Regions from separate parts of the Oryctolagus cuniculus genome. Here region 2 is linked to region 1. A link is a contact called in public Hi-C data. All regions are on one chromosome and are shown on one strand. The core of a region is the stretch at or near the end of the contact, and the rest is flanking DNA. Distances in the headings are between cores, read along the strand shown. Region 1 has its middle 80 kb from the start of ARF6. Region 2 holds the start of ARF6 (ARF GTPase 6).

The links. A called contact is a pair of places that touch in the nucleus more often than the background predicts.
Region 2: a Hi-C map of an unstated tissue shows a contact between it and region 1, with 2.8 times the contacts expected there. The contact joins the promoter of ARF6 here to the enhancer-like site in region 1. A contact is called at or near these places in 3 of 6 Hi-C or Micro-C datasets (ear pinna, skin fibroblasts and an unstated tissue).

What each region holds. Positions count from the first base shown.
Region 1 is chr12:26,119,940-26,123,268 of mOryCun1.1, reverse strand. No RefSeq gene overlaps it. Among named protein-coding and RNA genes, the nearest start is that of ARF6, 80 kb to the left of the region's middle. Within about 2 kb of position 1,863, at least 3 of the 8 cell types and tissues checked have an H3K27ac peak or open chromatin away from gene starts, as enhancers often do. A contact at or near this core is called in ear pinna, where this site is marked.
Region 2 is chr12:26,199,868-26,202,798 of mOryCun1.1, reverse strand. It overlaps ARF6 (ARF GTPase 6), which reads left to right and starts at 1,454. Exons shown (of 1, transcript XM_051822816.2): 1 at 1,454-2,931. The coding sequence starts at 1,734. The coding sequence ends at 2,261.

The DNA.
Region 1 (3,329 bases), core at 614-3,113:
GCTCTCCTGTTGGAGGACCGGAGCTTGAGCTGGAGAGAGCCAGGGACTTCCTCTTTGGCTTGACAAAGAGCCTGGTTTCGGGCGGGAGGAGCTGAGTGTGCAAGTGTCTGAACTGCTTTGCTGGGAAATTGCTCCATTGGCCGAACTCCAGGAATCTAATCCAAAGTGACTTGAAATCACACGTTTTCCTGCTTGCATTCTGAGTGTCACAACTGGGCTGGTGCCTGCCTTGAAGAGCATGACATTCTCTGCCGACTGTCACACGTGACACCAGCACTTGTGTGTGTGTGTGTGTGTGTGCAGCACACGTGGGGCCATCTGCATGGGCATGTTGCACAGACCAACTGCTCATACCTGCAGGCAAATTGTGATGAGAGAACATGGCGTGTGGCAGATTTTCTTTGGTTTCAAGGATCACGTATCCGGTGGGTTTATTTATTTATTTATGTTTAGTTTAGCATCTTCGGAGAAAGGGGATGGTGAAGAGGCTTCATGGAAAATGGAAATGAAAAGATGATTTTGATGCAAAATTGCTTGGAAAGCCACACTCAGGTGTCTCAGGCTGTGTCTTTCCCAGGAACTTCTCGAAGACCCCTTGGGAGGGCAACTGATCAGGTGGTTAGTTGGCCTTCCCTGGAACAGGTATCCTGGAGCACACAGTACGGAGGTGGAGCACGGAGCGTTGAGGAAGCCACGCGTGAGCTCCCTGAGCGAGATACTGAAGCTGGAGCCCCTCAAGCCTGCGCTCACGGAGCTGGCGCAGGGAGCGGGGCGGGCGCCCCTCTGCGGCTCACGCATGGCCGTGCCCAGGGCTGCGGCTGTGGGCCAGGTTTCTGGTCACCTCTACCCAGGCTCTCTCGTCAAGGAAAGGCTGCCGAGTGGCCTGGAGGGTGAGGGCTCACTTCTGGCGGGTCGGTAGACCTGGTTCTCCCTTCCTTTTCTTAGAGATGCGTCTCAGCGCCAGCAGCCTGGGTTGTGCAGGGGTGGGGGTGGGGCGGGGGGTAGTGGTCGGGACCCGGCATTTTCTCTAAGCTCAAAATAAGAACATGGGACTCTAGCAGCCACCCAACCCGAGACCTCAGGAACTGCTAGGTTCACTGCTGTCATAAATGCAGTCTCATGTAACGGGCTTCCCTCTTTGTATCTGTAGAGTTCTTCTGTAGAGTTCTAGTTTTTTTTTTTTTTTTTTTCCTGGTCTCTTGTATGCAGGCTCTCTTGGTTGTGAGAACTGAATGTGTTTGGGGACAAACAAGTTACAATTATGAGGGAGAAACTTGGCAGTGGAACAAACCAGGCCGAGTGCTTGACAGGCACTGAGAAACAAGGCTTCTCAACTCGTCTCAGACCGTGCTCAAGAGCCTGGGCAGAACCAGGAGCTGGAAGCCACACAGAGGGCAGCCGGTCGGCAGCCCCCCGGGGCCCTCGCGTCCACGGGGGAGGCAGGAGGACAGCTCAGCCCTGCTGAGCGGGTGGTGGCAACCGCAGAGAGAGAACTGCTGGGAGACCGTGAAGAGGCAGAGGGCTGGACACAGCCGGGGCAGGAAGGAAACGCGGGGTGGCGGGAACCAGGAGCTCCTTTGCATACATGTTTGGATTTTTCTGGGCTCGCCTAATCCTCAGTCTTTGGGAGTTTGCCTTTTGCGAGGGTAAATGTGGTTTAATAGTGAGCAAATATTAGTTCACATGATTAAAACCTGTTGAGTTGAACAGGAAATAGTCAAGGCAGATCTGCAGGTGCCTACAGGCAAGGGTGAAGCCGGAGGATTATGGGATGTGGGTGCCCTGCCCCCCCCCCCTCCAGGGAGTGTCCCTGGACCGGAGCCATCAGGAAGGGGGCGGCAGGGTTCCAAACTGATTAATACGGTGTCACCCTTGGGAGAGTGCAAGAGGCTAAGGCACCCGGGGTGCGGGCGTTTTTGCTGATTGAAGGGCGGAGAGCATCCCTCTGACCCCCCCCCCCTTCCAATTCATTCAGGACCTGAAGTTTCCAAGACAACTGCGCCTCTCAATCTGTTCTCAGCTGCGCTCCAGGTTTTGCTACACATATTTCAAAAAGACGGTCCCTGTGTGACTTAAAAAAAAAGGAAAGCCAGCTTTTCTCCAATCCAATTCCGTGGCAGGCCGTGGGTTTTCTTCCCGGAGGGGAGCTCCCTGCCCCATCACCATCCCACATTCTTCTCATTCCGAGGCCTGGTCACACCAGGACGAGCAGCCCTGCTCCTCTGGCTCTCGGTGATGAATGGGAGGCGTGCCCGGCTCGCCCAGCTCGGCTCTGCCCCCGGTTTCCTCCGGAGTGCGGGCAAACGGGCATGTGAGTCACCAGCATCCATGGCGAGTTCCGACACACGTTGGGAGCGAGAAGTGAAATGCTCATGCGAAGTTCTTTTTTCTTTTTTTTTTAAAGATTTATTTAAAAGCCAGACAGAGAGAGAGAGAGAGAGAGAGAGAGATCTTTCATCTCCTGATTCACGCCCTAAAAGGCTGCAATGGCCAGGGCTGGGCCAGGCTGAAGCCAGGAGTGTGGAATTCCATCCAGGTCTCCTGCCTGTGTGGCGGGGCCCCAAGCACTTGGGCCATTTTCTGCTGCTTTCCCAGGCTCATTAGCAGGGAGCTGGATCAAAGTGGCGCAGCTGGGACTCAAACTGGTGATCATATGGGATGCTAGCGTCGCACTCATGAGAAGTTAATTGTGTGATGGAGTCTGATTGTGCTGACAACGGAAATGAACCTCAGAAATGAGCAGGCTACAGGTGTCACTCAAATAATATGTACAAAAATAGACAGCCTTTGTGGGGCCTGGTCTCTACAAACCCTTCTACCCTGACTACCATTTGGACAACCACCTTTATCCCTCTCCCACCCCAAATGGTTTGAGTAAGGTTGGCTTCGCCTGTGGTTCAAGGTAAGGCACATGACCCCAACTGGGCAGTAAAGAAAGCATATCCCGTTAGCCTAAGTGATTGGTTCAGGAGCGCTCATCTGACCCTGACTGGCCAATAAGAGATTTCCTTAGCTCAGTGGCTGATGCAGGGGCGGGCCTATGACCCAAGCTGGGTGAGTTTGGAATTTCTGCTGGAACTCAGGGCAAAGGCATCCTCCTGTGTCAGGGTTCCTGAGTGAGGGGCGCCATCACTGAGGGTCCTGAGTGGGGGGGGGGGCAGTGTGGTGCACCAGGTTAAGCAATTGCGTGCCACACCTGTGCCGATTCAAGTCCTGGCTACTCTGCTTCTGGTCCAGTTTCCTGCCAATGCCCCCGGCAGTGGAAGACGGCCCAAATACTCCCACGTGATGGATCCAGAGGCACCTCCTGCTTCCCGGCTGCCTCCTGG
Region 2 (2,931 bases), core at 205-2,704, 80 kb before region 1:
AGATTTCAACTGGCGAAGTAAAAATGTTAGCATACGCGGTCATAGCATCTTTCTTAAATAAAAAAAATAAAAAAAAAAACAACTCAAGCGTATTTCCTGTTTTTTTTTTCCTCCCCTTATTTGATATTTACTTTAGCTTTCACTTTCTTTCAACTTTAGAGTAACCCTTCGATACAAAGATTTCCTTGGTCTTCCACCAACATGGTATTATTTCATCCTCCAAGCGGGGCGGAGTAAGCGAGGTCAGTTTACACAGGAGATCAGCGAACGAGGTTAAGTGGCCTCTCAGGTTCTACACCCTACGCTAAGGTGACTGCAGCACGGGTGGGTGGGTGGGTGAGCAGCTGCCGCTCCCATACTAAAAGGAAGTGACACTGGACTAAGAACAGTTCATCGCGTTCCAGAAAGCTCTTCACCGCCAGCTTTTACAAGAAACGTGAGCTGGTCCTGATGCAACACGGACAGGGCTCCAGTGTTCGAGAGAGGGGCTTCCGAGCAAACCCGAGCCCAGCCACGGCGCGCCACTGACTGGCGGGTTCAACACGAGCGCGCCGGCCTCCCATGCGTCTTCCAGGAAAACCCTGAACACCAGAGGCAACGATACCAAGGAGGGGGTCGGAGAAAAAGCTAAAAAGCGGCCAAGGCGTCCCCGGGAGACCCGGGGCGCGCGAAGTCCGCCGAACTTTCCGGGCCTGCAAGCGGCTCCGTGGGGGCGGCTCGTCCGGCGGCCCCGCCCTTGCGGAGGCTCCATTTCCCCACCTCCCCGGAGTATTTGCTCCCCGGACTGCGGGGGCGGGCAGAGGCGCGGAACGAAGGGGCCGCCGAGCGCGCAGACGCGGCGAGAGCGACAGGTGGGCGCGGGCCAGAGCCCGAGGCGCGCGGGCTCGGGCGGGCGGCACCCGCGAGCCCTCCGGGACGCCGTAGCCCCGCCCCCTCCGGCGCGTGGCGCCCGTGACGCTGGGCGCGCGGGCCGCTCTCCTTCCAGAGGTCGCTCTTGTCCGAACGGTCGGCCTGCGCTGCGCCTGCGTGGTCGGGAGGGGAAGTGAGGCGGTTTCTTGGGCGCCTTTTCCGGCAGCGGCAGCGGCAGAGCTGGGAGGAGGTGGCGGCGGCCGGAGCGAGCCCGTGCTCGGGGCGGCGGCTGGAGGTAACCCCCACCACCACCACCCGGCACCGACACCCGGGGGCCGAGCTGTTAAGGCGGGCGGCCTCGGCCTCCGCGCCCGCTCCCGTTCGGAGCTCCGGCGGTAACTCCCTTCTCCTTCTCTGTGTCTCCGCAGGCAGCGCGCTGAGTTCCCGCGAGGATCCATGACCTGACGGGACGCCGGCGCCGCGCTGCCTGACGGGTGGCCTGGGTCGGTGGCGAGCCCGGTAGTCGGCGGGCCGTCGGGCGGGCGGAGGAACGGGCACGGCGGCGGCGCTCGCGCGGCGCCTGCGGGGGGGAAGGGCAGTTCCGGGCCGGGCCGCGCCTCAGCAGGGCGGCGGCTCTCCGGGCGCAGACTCAGGGCCCCGGCGGCGGCGGCGGCTGGAGGAACCAAGTTGTGCGGGTCGGTGATGCCCGAGTGAGCGGCAGGCCCGGGCCTCTCGCCCCGTAGGAGGCGACTCCCACGCAGGCCGCACGGGCGCCCTCGCGGCAGGGAGGCTTCGTTTCGGTTTCGCGGCGGCGGCGGCGGCGTTGTTGGCTTGAGGGGGAACCGGGACACCTGAATGCCCCCGGCCCCGGCTCTTCCGTCGCGATGGGGAAGGTGCTATCCAAAATCTTCGGGAACAAGGAAATGCGGATCCTCATGTTGGGCCTGGACGCGGCCGGCAAGACCACAATCCTGTACAAGTTGAAGCTGGGCCAGTCGGTGACCACCATCCCCACCGTGGGCTTCAACGTGGAGACGGTGACTTACAAAAACGTCAAGTTCAACGTGTGGGATGTGGGAGGCCAGGACAAGATCCGGCCGCTCTGGCGGCACTACTACACCGGGACCCAGGGTCTGATCTTCGTGGTGGACTGCGCCGACCGCGACCGCATCGACGAGGCCCGCCAGGAGCTGCACCGCATTATCAATGACCGGGAGATGAGGGACGCCATAATCCTCATCTTCGCCAACAAGCAGGACCTGCCCGATGCCATGAAACCCCATGAGATCCAGGAGAAACTGGGCCTGACCCGGATTCGGGACAGGAACTGGTATGTGCAGCCCTCCTGTGCCACCTCAGGGGACGGACTCTATGAGGGGCTCACATGGTTAACCTCTAACTACAAGTCCTAATGAGCATTCTCCACCCAGCCCCCGGAAGGAGAGAAATCAAAAACCCATTCATAGGATTATCGCCACCATCACCTCTTTCAATCGCCACTTTCTCTTCTTTTGAATTTGAACTCTGGAGTTACAGTTCTACGGTTTAGGGAGGGGGGGTTGGGGTTTTTCTTTTTTTTTTGCTTTTTTTTTTTTTCTTTTCTTTATTCCGCTTTGCGTTAGGATGCTCTGATTTGACGTTTGACATGAACACAAAGTGCTAGGTGCTCTTGTTGACTTCCAGCAAATGGGGTGGGGGAAATACAGCAGTTCTTGGTAAAGTCCTTTATAATAATGGTTTGATTTTTTTATTTCTAGAGAATCTTTTTCCCCCCCAAATGTATGCTTTTTTCCTTTTTTTTTTATCCAGTTTCCTTATCACTTGCTGTAGATGGCTTATTTTGCATTCATGCAGACTATGTTGCAAGTCTGTTTCATCTAGTAAACTGAAAATTATTGCTTAATCAAACTGCCGTTTGTCTTTTATATTTAAGGCTCCCCCCCTTATGAATTCTAACTTAGTAATTTCAAATGTGACCTAAGACCAGTATAAGTAAACTTAGCCCACAGTGGCAAATAATGAGTAATATCATTGTAATATGTTCCAGTTGCACATCAGTATGTTAAACAGGTAATGTAAGAA